Linked DNA regions of Hordeum vulgare: region 1 is linked to region 2. The links are chromatin contacts, called in public Hi-C maps. All regions are on one chromosome and are shown on one strand. The core of a region is the stretch at or near the end of the contact, and the rest is flanking DNA. Distances in the headings are between cores, read along the strand shown. Region 1 holds the start of LOC123426241 (dihydrolipoyl dehydrogenase 1, mitochondrial-like). Region 2 holds the start of LOC123426216 (GDSL esterase/lipase At1g09390-like).

The links. A called contact is a pair of places that touch in the nucleus more often than the background predicts.
Region 1: a Hi-C map of leaf shows a contact between it and region 2, with 4 times the contacts expected there. The contact joins the promoter of LOC123426241 here to the promoter of LOC123426216 in region 2. A contact is called at or near these places in 2 of 6 Hi-C or Micro-C datasets (both in leaf).

What each region holds. Positions count from the first base shown.
Region 1 is chr1H:100,191,553-100,196,009 of MorexV3_pseudomolecules_assembly, reverse strand. It overlaps LOC123426241 (dihydrolipoyl dehydrogenase 1, mitochondrial-like), which reads left to right and starts at 1,733. Exons shown (of 2, transcript XM_045110045.1): 1 at 1,733-2,138; 2 at 3,883-4,457. The coding sequence starts at 1,881.
Region 2 is chr1H:99,432,868-99,437,531 of MorexV3_pseudomolecules_assembly, reverse strand. LOC123426216 (GDSL esterase/lipase At1g09390-like) reads left to right here and starts at 2,466. Exons shown (of 5, transcript XM_045110007.1): 1 at 2,466-3,085. The coding sequence starts at 2,635.

The sequences.
Region 1 (4,457 bases), core at 484-2,983, 760 kb before region 2:
GCATCAATCAGTTCTGATACATGGTTTGGAGGGTTAGTAACCAGAGGTACTAGCAGTACTTCTATGGACATATAGTTTCTGCTCCCGAGCTCATTTGAGCTCGGTGAACAGTAAAATCGGAAAAAATCGAAAATTGTTCAAAAAATTCTGAAACGTTTTTGTGACCAACATTAACAAAAATTATAAGTACGTGCAAAAATTTGGCTTGAAATAACATTACTATAAGGTATGGCAAAAAAACAAAATCAATATTCTGAAAATGCGCATTTGCAGAGTATCGATTTTGTTTGTTTTGCCACGCCTTATAGAAATGTTATTTCATGCCAAAGTTTTGCATGCACCTAGTACTTTTGTCAATGTTGGTCTAAAAAAATCAATTTTTTTTAAACATGTTTTTAATTTTTTTTCAATTTTACTGTTCACTGAGCTTAAATGAGTTTGGAGCAGAAAGACACTTTCATACTTTTATAGACTACTAGCAAAAGGGCCCGTGCGTTGCAACGGGAGAATAAAATATCACACGCTTTTAATCTTTTTATAATTATTTTGCTTTATTAAAATAAGAAGCTAACTAACTAATGTAGTCAGTCCTATCCTTTGTTGAGAAATCAACCCATCCATTGTTAATTCCACCATCATGAGAAATTGAGCAGAACAAGCAAAGAAAAACAAAGAGGCTACGTGAATTGATCAATGGACTGTTATCTTATTTCACTCATGGGGTAGAGAATATGGGATCAGATGACAAACTGAAGGTGGTGTTCCATTCTCTGTCTCTACAACAATGCAATCTTACATTCAATACGTTCATTCATCAGCAAACAAATCTCCACAAAACAAATTTTCTTGCCGGTGCTTGGCACACGGTTGGAGGCATTGGGAGGGGATCTCATCAGATGATGAGTTCGTGCCGGAAGAGGGGATACGATGAGGGGAGCAAGGGTTAGGCGCCTCTATCTGGCCATAAGGAGTCGCCGTTGCCGCGCCATAACCTCGGAGTTCCTCGTGTGAGCCATGGAGGCCCGCCTCCACCTGCAAGTACTTTGCTCCGCCGCGCCTTATCCGCGCGCCGTCGCCGTTCTGCATCGAGCATACGCATCATCCCCGGTCACTATAGCTGTCGCGTTGATTTGATCGAGAAGCTGTGCCCGAGCGCCGAAACGGGGGCAGAAGCGGGCAGAGGTACGGCCGCGGAGGCGGGTGGGTTGAGGTCGACAATAGTGGTGGTTGAGGTCGGCCGCGGCGGCGAGTGGTGTGGCAGCGGCCTAGGCACAGGATCGACGCGATGTGCTCGAGCGCCGCAACGGGGGCAGTGAGCGGGGAGAGGTACGGCCGCGGAGGCGGGTGGGTTGAGATCGACAGCGGTGGCGGTTGAGGTCGGCCGCGGCGGCCTGGGCACAGGCTACGGGGGCCCAGGGTCGACGGAAGGAGGCGATGCGTACGGGTATAATTTTTGCAGCGAATCGTTTTTTCCTTTTACGTTGCAGATAAATGATGGAGCACGGGTTGAATACAAAAATTACAGGGGCTCTTTTATAAAAATGTCGCGGTGGGTTTTTCGACGGAAGCAATAGCCGCTTTATTATTAGGTAGGTATATAGACTACTATATGAAAATAGACAAAGGGAGCAAGCAAGCAAGCCCGGCATCCTATAACGAATGGCCCACCTGTCAGCACTAGAACGGGGTACCCCACTTCTCGTGGGCGTATTGGTTGGTGGTACCCCGTATTATTTGACCCTTCGTGTTTGGAATTCACAACTCAGCCATTCTCTTCGCCCCCATCTTCTTTCTTGCGCGGAAGGGAAAGAGAGGAGAATTTGGAATTTCCATACCATTTTCTTCTTAAAAGTAAATCGAAGCGAGGAGGAGTCCGCGAGATGGCGATGGCGAGCTTGGCGAGGAGGCGCGCGGTGGAGGCGGTGCTGCTGCGGCGGCCCCACGCGGCGGCGTGGGCGTCCGCGTGCCGTGGGTACGCGACGTCGGGGGAGGAGAGCGACGTCGTCGTGATCGGCGGCGGGCCCGGCGGGTACGTGGCGGCCATCAAGGCGGCGCAGCTCGGCCTTAAGACCACCTGCATCGAGAAGAGGGGCGCGCTCGGGGGGACCTGCCTCAACGTCGGCTGCATCCCGTCCAAGGTATGCATCTATCGCCGCCGCCTCCTCCTCCCCTCTACCCCTTCCCTTCTCGATATGCGATCCCGATGGGTGCGTTCGTGCTGCTGGAGATAGCCCGGAGGTCGTAGATCCGTACGCATCGTACCACGATTTCGGCGCTAGGGTTTGCGGGGCGCGGGCCCATAGGGTACGGAAGCTTACCCTTAATCATCAATTTGGGCGTCGGGTTGTTGACTTTGTTCTAGTTTTTTTGTGTGATTACTGATTACGTTGTGGAGTTTCCCAATTTCCATGGTGAGAAATGTAGGTAGCTAGGGTTTGCTTTGGGGCTGATGAGATGTGATGCCATTGCCATTACTTATCTGCGGGTGAGTTGCAGAATTGGAGTGTGATTCATGGGTTTAGTTCTGTACCTGCTGTCGCTTGTGCGGTTTATGGAGCTTGTGTTGTAGCTTGTTTAGATATCAGTTTGTTTAGCTTGGTCAAGGGCTTCAGAACTATACACACTTGGGGTAAATGTGTTAAATATAGGGGACAGCTCTTGTTGGCGTACCAATTTTGTGAGCTTATAGACCAACGGGTGTGGGTTTTTGTTGTTTGTTGATTTCTCATATGCCAACGTGCTACAAGCCTACAACTCTAGGCATTTGCTGGTTTACTCTAATGACAATAGCATGGTGTGTGAATATCTGATAGAACTCAACCAGACCATTGGTTGTTTTTGTATAAATATTTCTTTACATGATGAGTTTGGTTATTTTGCTTCTTATGCGCATGTTCTGCATAAGTATAGTGTTCTCGGCTTCTTCATTAGTTAATGCACCATACCATTTGTCGAACATTGTATGGTTGATGGTTAGCACTGTGGTCTTGCTGATTGCTGTTGGCTTAGGGACCAAGCCTCCGGGGTCCGCAACTCCACATTACTGGTTGAAACTAGGTCTGCAACGTTTTTCTGGTGTTCAAATAAATTTAAAGCTAGGAAAGAAAATAGTTACAGTGATTTCTGAAGTTCAAGGAAATTGAACCTAGGAGTGGACCATGAACCTCGAAAGTTGATTTCTAATGCTGTCATATTCATCCAATGCAATATTGCAATACCACTTGTTTATAATTTACTCTATTCATGGGGTAAAAAATGTTAATTGAATTCATAATTTCCTTGAAGAGAGGTTAGTTGTCAAATGCATGCAATCTGGTATTTTTTCAGAGCTCAAGCTTTCTGGCTTAGTTTCTGTCTTCTGCAGTTATTACCTTTTTTTAATAGAAGTGGTACCGCTCTGACTCCATTTTATTAAAGTGAATCTGTAGTTATTACTTTCTTGCTCTAGCTTCTCAACGATGTTAGTCAGACGATCTTTGCTCAAATAGAGCCTTCAGATCTCGTCTTGACTCTTGACAGTGCTTAAATTCAATTGCGGATCGTCTGCAAGCTTATGTGCATTGAAACACCATGTTTACTGTTCTGTAGTTATTTTTTTAGTCGCTCAGCTCAGCGTTTCAAGCCTTTTTGCTAATTCTAGCTTGGTCAACTTCTTGGGTGTGGTTTTCAGATTATAGTTAGTATGTATTGTCACCTTTGTATGTGAAACTTGTCTGTAAACCTTGGCGAAGCCAGATAAATATACTGGGAGGTGGTTCATCAAAAACTGCTGTAAAATCTGTTGTATTTCTGTATTTTTTTGCTTGTTTGTAGCTTTTGAAGCTAGCTGTTGAAAATCTATAAAACTGCAATATAATTTGTGTTCCTTCTTGACCATTCCAGGCTCTTCTGCATTCGTCGCATATGTACCATGAGGCGAAGTCTTCGTTTGCACACCATGGCGTCAAGTTCTCCAATCTGGAGGTAGATCTACCTGCAATGATGGCTCAGAAAGACAAGGCTGTTTCTGGGCTTACAAAGGGCATCGAAGGCCTGTTCAAGAAGAACAAGGTTGAGTATGTTAAAGGGTTTGGGAAGCTTGTCTCTCCGTCAGAGGTATCTGTGGATTTAGTTGATGGTGGTAGCACTATCGTCAAAGGGAAGAACATAATTGTTGCCACTGGCTCAGATGTGAAATCGCTCCCTGGAGTTACAATTGATGAGAAGAAGATTGTGTCATCTACCGGGGCTCTTGCACTTACAGAAATACCAAAGAAGTTGGTGGTCATTGGAGCTGGATACATAGGTCTAGAAATGGGTTCTGTCTGGAACAGGCTAGGGTCTGAAGTCACTGTGGTTGAATTTGCCCCTGATATTGTCCCATCAATGGATGGAGAGATAAGGAAGCAGTTTCAGCGTATGCTGGAGAAGCAAAAGTTTAAGTTCATGCTCAAGACAAAGGTAGTTGGGGTTGATAC
Region 2 (4,664 bases), core at 1,217-3,716:
CATGGTAATTGTGCTAAAAACAACGTCAGTCCGGGTTAGTTCCATTCAAATCATGCAAATTAGAGTCCAAAACAAGGGCAAAAGAGTTTGGAAAAGTAGATGCGATGGAGATGTATCTAGCCTCAAGTGAGGAATATGAGAGACATGAGGACTCTCACAGTTGAGGGTCCCGACCGTTACCGCAAGTCGCGCCACATGAGTGATCTTATCCACACCAACGGTCATATTATTTAAGGGCATTAATGTCAAATCATGTCGGGATGCTCCCAGGCTATAAATAGCCGCCCCCACAACCATTAGGTGGTTGGCTGCTCCGTTGGAAACTGACACTTGTCATAAGAGCAACCCAAATTCCTCAAAGTCTTCGAGAGTAATTCATCAGTGAGGAAATACCCCAAACACCAAACCACAAACCGAAAACCAAGTGATTGAGCATCACTGAAGAAGTTGTTCTTGTGTGGGACTGAAGCATTTTACCTTTGAGGACTGTGCATCCTCCAGAAGGTTAGGCGTCATGGTCTAGATCAATCCAGCAGTCAATTGTGGATCACCAGGTGATCAAGTTTGTGAGGGTTTGGAAGTCTGCCCTGAAGACTTACCACGAGTGTTGGGCAAGGACTGTGTGTTCTTAGCTCAAGGAGAATACGGTAGGGACTGTGTGTATTTTGATTTCAATACCAAGCCGCTCGAAACCAGATGTACAACTGTCACAGCAGTTGGAACTAGGTCATCAACCACTGTCTTCACTGTGAAACGGGTTCTATTTCTTCAACTCTTTCAATTCCTCACATTGTATGTTGAAGACTTTCATTGCCACTGTTTGAAGAATTTGTTGAAGACTTTCTCTGAAATTCCTCAACCCAAAATTCTTCACCCGCTGTCTCTGTGCCTGCATACTGTGCAAACTGATATTCATATTCTTTACCTTGAAAAACTGTTGTAGTGATACTTTGCACTCCTGATCCTTTGCTGTTTCCGCTGCAAGTTAGTCATCAGTGAGGAATTTCCTCAATGATGAAATTATAAAAATCTCCTATTCACCCCCCCCCCTCTAGTCGATATAACGCACTTTCATATACTTTATTCTTTCTCTTTAGGGAATCCCAATAACTCCTACGAAAGTAAGCAGTACACCTCACCCTGTCATGGTTCGAGCCTTTACGTGGCCACCGTCGTCGGGCTCCCACTCCTCCACCCGCCAACGACCGGTGTGGAGGGACGATGGCGACGACAATGACCCTATCTGTATCTCAAATTTGTTTTGAGGAACCAAATGTCTACTTCTTGTAAACTTGAGGGATCAAAAACATATTTATCTCTAGTGATAATATCATGTTAATAGAATACTTTTGACACGAAAGTATAACAATATTAACCCCATGTCTAAAACTAATAATAGCGGCTCAAAGGCAGATAGTTTTGCGGGTTTTCTCAGCTTGCACTTCTCCCAGCTGATCTAAATTGGAAGTCACAAAAACAAAAGGGAAACGTTTCTACCCGGCGTGCCGGCCGAACCATTAGGTCGGACGCACGCGGGCCGCGGGATCCTTTCCCATCGCACGCCTCTGGGCAGATCCACGGTGTTCCTTCAAGCCGGCGTGCCTTCCCTGTCGGATTCCGTCCGCCGGCTGTCATGGAGTCACTGGCCTTTCCTTCCCGTCGGCATGGGGGCTATCCCTTTTCATGTTTCTCCTCCGGCGAACAGGACGGCGCCTCCCGCGCCACCTTCTCAACAAATCCCCGCTCCGCCGCATCGGATGCCACCAGTGTTGGAGACGAAAAGCTATGGCAGAGACGACGATGTTGCAACCGGCGACGAGTCGAAAGTTTCAACCAGAGACGACGGGAATCGAGGTCCACCCACCACGCAACCGCGGAAGCTGCAACCGGTGATGAAAAAAAGCTTCAATCGGCTAGAAAAAAGCTTCAACCGGCGATATAAAAAGCTTCAATCCTCGACACAGAAACACAAAAAGCTGCAACCGTTGACACAAAAGATTCAATCATATATTTGAAAAACTTCAACCACAGACCGACGAAAAAAAGCATGTCGTTTTTGCTACAACCAGCAACGAAAATAGCTTCAACCGTTGTGAAAAAGCTTCAAGCGACATGGAAAAAGTTTCAACCACAATGAAAAAAGCTTCAACCGGAGTTCCGGAGGGACAAGCATGTGCACGCACGAGCGTCAACGGCGACGAGCGACGAGCGACGGGGGGAGAGGGCATGAGGGTGATGCGACGAGCGATGATGACAAGGGAGAGGATGGGATACTCGTGCGGCAGGAGGTCGGAGGCGCGCAGGACAGTGCGCTGATGCTGATCGAACGGCTATTAGAACTCAGATCAAACGGCTGCTGACCGACTGGCCGAAGCGTAAGAGCGGTGCCCAAAACAAAAGGTAAACAGGGTCACACACCAACCCTCCACATGTTTTGTGCAACGTGGTTTCTTTATGCCCAGCTTTCTCTTCGTTTGAAGCATTGTGCATTCGGGAGCTAAATAACAGTGTATATAAACAACACAGAGACACGGACTGAGAGACAGACAGACAAGAGTCGCGGATCAGAGAGCGCGGAGGGAGAAGACCGACAGCGGCAGTGGTTACTGGTTAGCTAGCTCGGGAAGGCCAGCCATGGCGAGCGGGCCGAACGGGGGAGGCAATGGAGGAGGAGGCGGCAGCGGCGGCGGGCTGATGAAGAACATGAGCCTGCTGCGGCTGCAGTACTACTGCGTGCTGGGGGCGGTGGCCGGGGCCGTCCTGTTCGCCACGGTCCGCTACATGCCGGCCGCCGGCAGCGGCGCGGCCCTCTCGACCACCTCCGCCCTCGCCACCGCGGCGGCGCCCGCCGGGGCCGGCGAGCACCGGAAGAGCAAGGGGATGGCGCAGGCGCCCACGAAGGCGGCGGCGAAGGTGGCGACGAAGCCGAAGGAGGTGGTGGTGTTCAACTTCGGCGACTCCAACTCGGACACGGGTGGGGTGGCGGCGATAATGGGGATCCGCATCGCGCCGCCGGAGGGGCGCGCCTTCTTCCACCACCCCACCGGCAGGCTCTCCGACGGCCGCGTCGTCCTCGACTTCATCTGTGAGTGCCTCCCCGTTCCCCTCCCCCTCCCTCTCCTTCCGCCATTAGTTAATTATATTAACCAGAGTGAAGCAGTAGGAATCAATTAGAGTAATCAAGTGTCGTTACTCCATCGAATGTCTTGTCGGAGTGCGTAATTTAGCCCTTGTCGGAGTAGCTGCGTTGGGAATCGATTGCGGGGAGGTGGAGAGCGCATTTCTCCATCTGTTCCCTTTGTTTAATGTTTTGCTGAGAGCTGTTGGAGCTGCGATGGTAATAAGCTGAAAAGGAGAAACATGAACCCAATCCAATGTTGTGTACATACTGTCGGAGTAGTAGTACAGCACAACAGTCCGTGCCAAAGTTTAGCCGGCCAAACCGTGACCTGCATCGATCCAGCTAGCACGCCACCGAATTTCTTCGACCCAAAGGGTCACCGAATCAACTCGGTCTGGCGGATTCCGATGGTTTTTGACACAATCGACTTGACGCCAAAACCACGGCGAGAAGACGCGTCTCTCCGCCGGACGCTCTTGTCCCGTTTCCATGAAAAGGCCGGTGTCATGGGCCATGGCCATCGCGGGGAGGTAGATCCAGCCCCGAATTGATCGCCGGCCAACGCGTGACGGCAGTCGACGCCAAACTCCGCACGCCTGTCCGTTCGCTCTTTTCGCTTGAAGCTTCGTGGCCACATATGATATATGATGCGCACTGACCGACGTCTGGCCGGAACGAAATAAAAGCGAGCCGCTTTGTGTGGGAAAATACGGGATCTCATGCCAGGTTTTGAAGCATCCTCGTGCGGCCTTTCGCTGTCAAATGCCAATCCAACAACCCCGCACTGATGTAGTACTATGTAAATCAACTACTCCACTCTCTAGGAAAGAAATGAAAATAAACAAGATTGTAGGAGGAGTGGATCAGTTAAGCGGAAGGGTGGCACGCGTATCCATCCGTCCAGCCAGCCAACCAGTGGTTGGCGAGGGCGCCGCGCTGGCCGCTGCATCCGATCGCACGACGCCGACAGCTCGTCTGCCTGGCCCAGCCCAGCCCGGCCATCTTCGTCGCGTCACGCACACGCGCGCACCTGAGCTTAATTATCGTAGGCCCTAAGCATCATCATGCCGCACTTGACGCCAGGGAATGAGTGAGTGACCACAGTAGTACGTTTGCAGATAGAGCCTATCCAGAGCAAGAATCGTGTTGCCGATTATGGATTGACGCGTCGACGAGGGCGAGGGCGAGGGCGAGTCCGATTTCGGCAAACGGCGATCTCTCGTCGTAGCTCGTAGATGACGTGACATAGCTGGAACCTTGACGACGAGGTGGCTGAAGTGCACTCGAGCGAGAGGTGGGTGGCACGTAGCGTAGCGACTTGGTTGGGAGCGCCTGGCGTGCAAAGGGAGGGAGGGAGGAGCGACGTAGGGCTGCAGGAGCAACTCTTCACCCACTCCTGACTGACTCCTCTTTTGTTTATTTTACAACACCCAAAAAGTCACATGCCGCGCCTAGCGTCACATGGCTCGACCCAACGACCGGCGGCTACCTCCTCTCTCTGCCCATCTTTTAGCCGCCCCTTTTTGGTCGTTCCCTGCACATG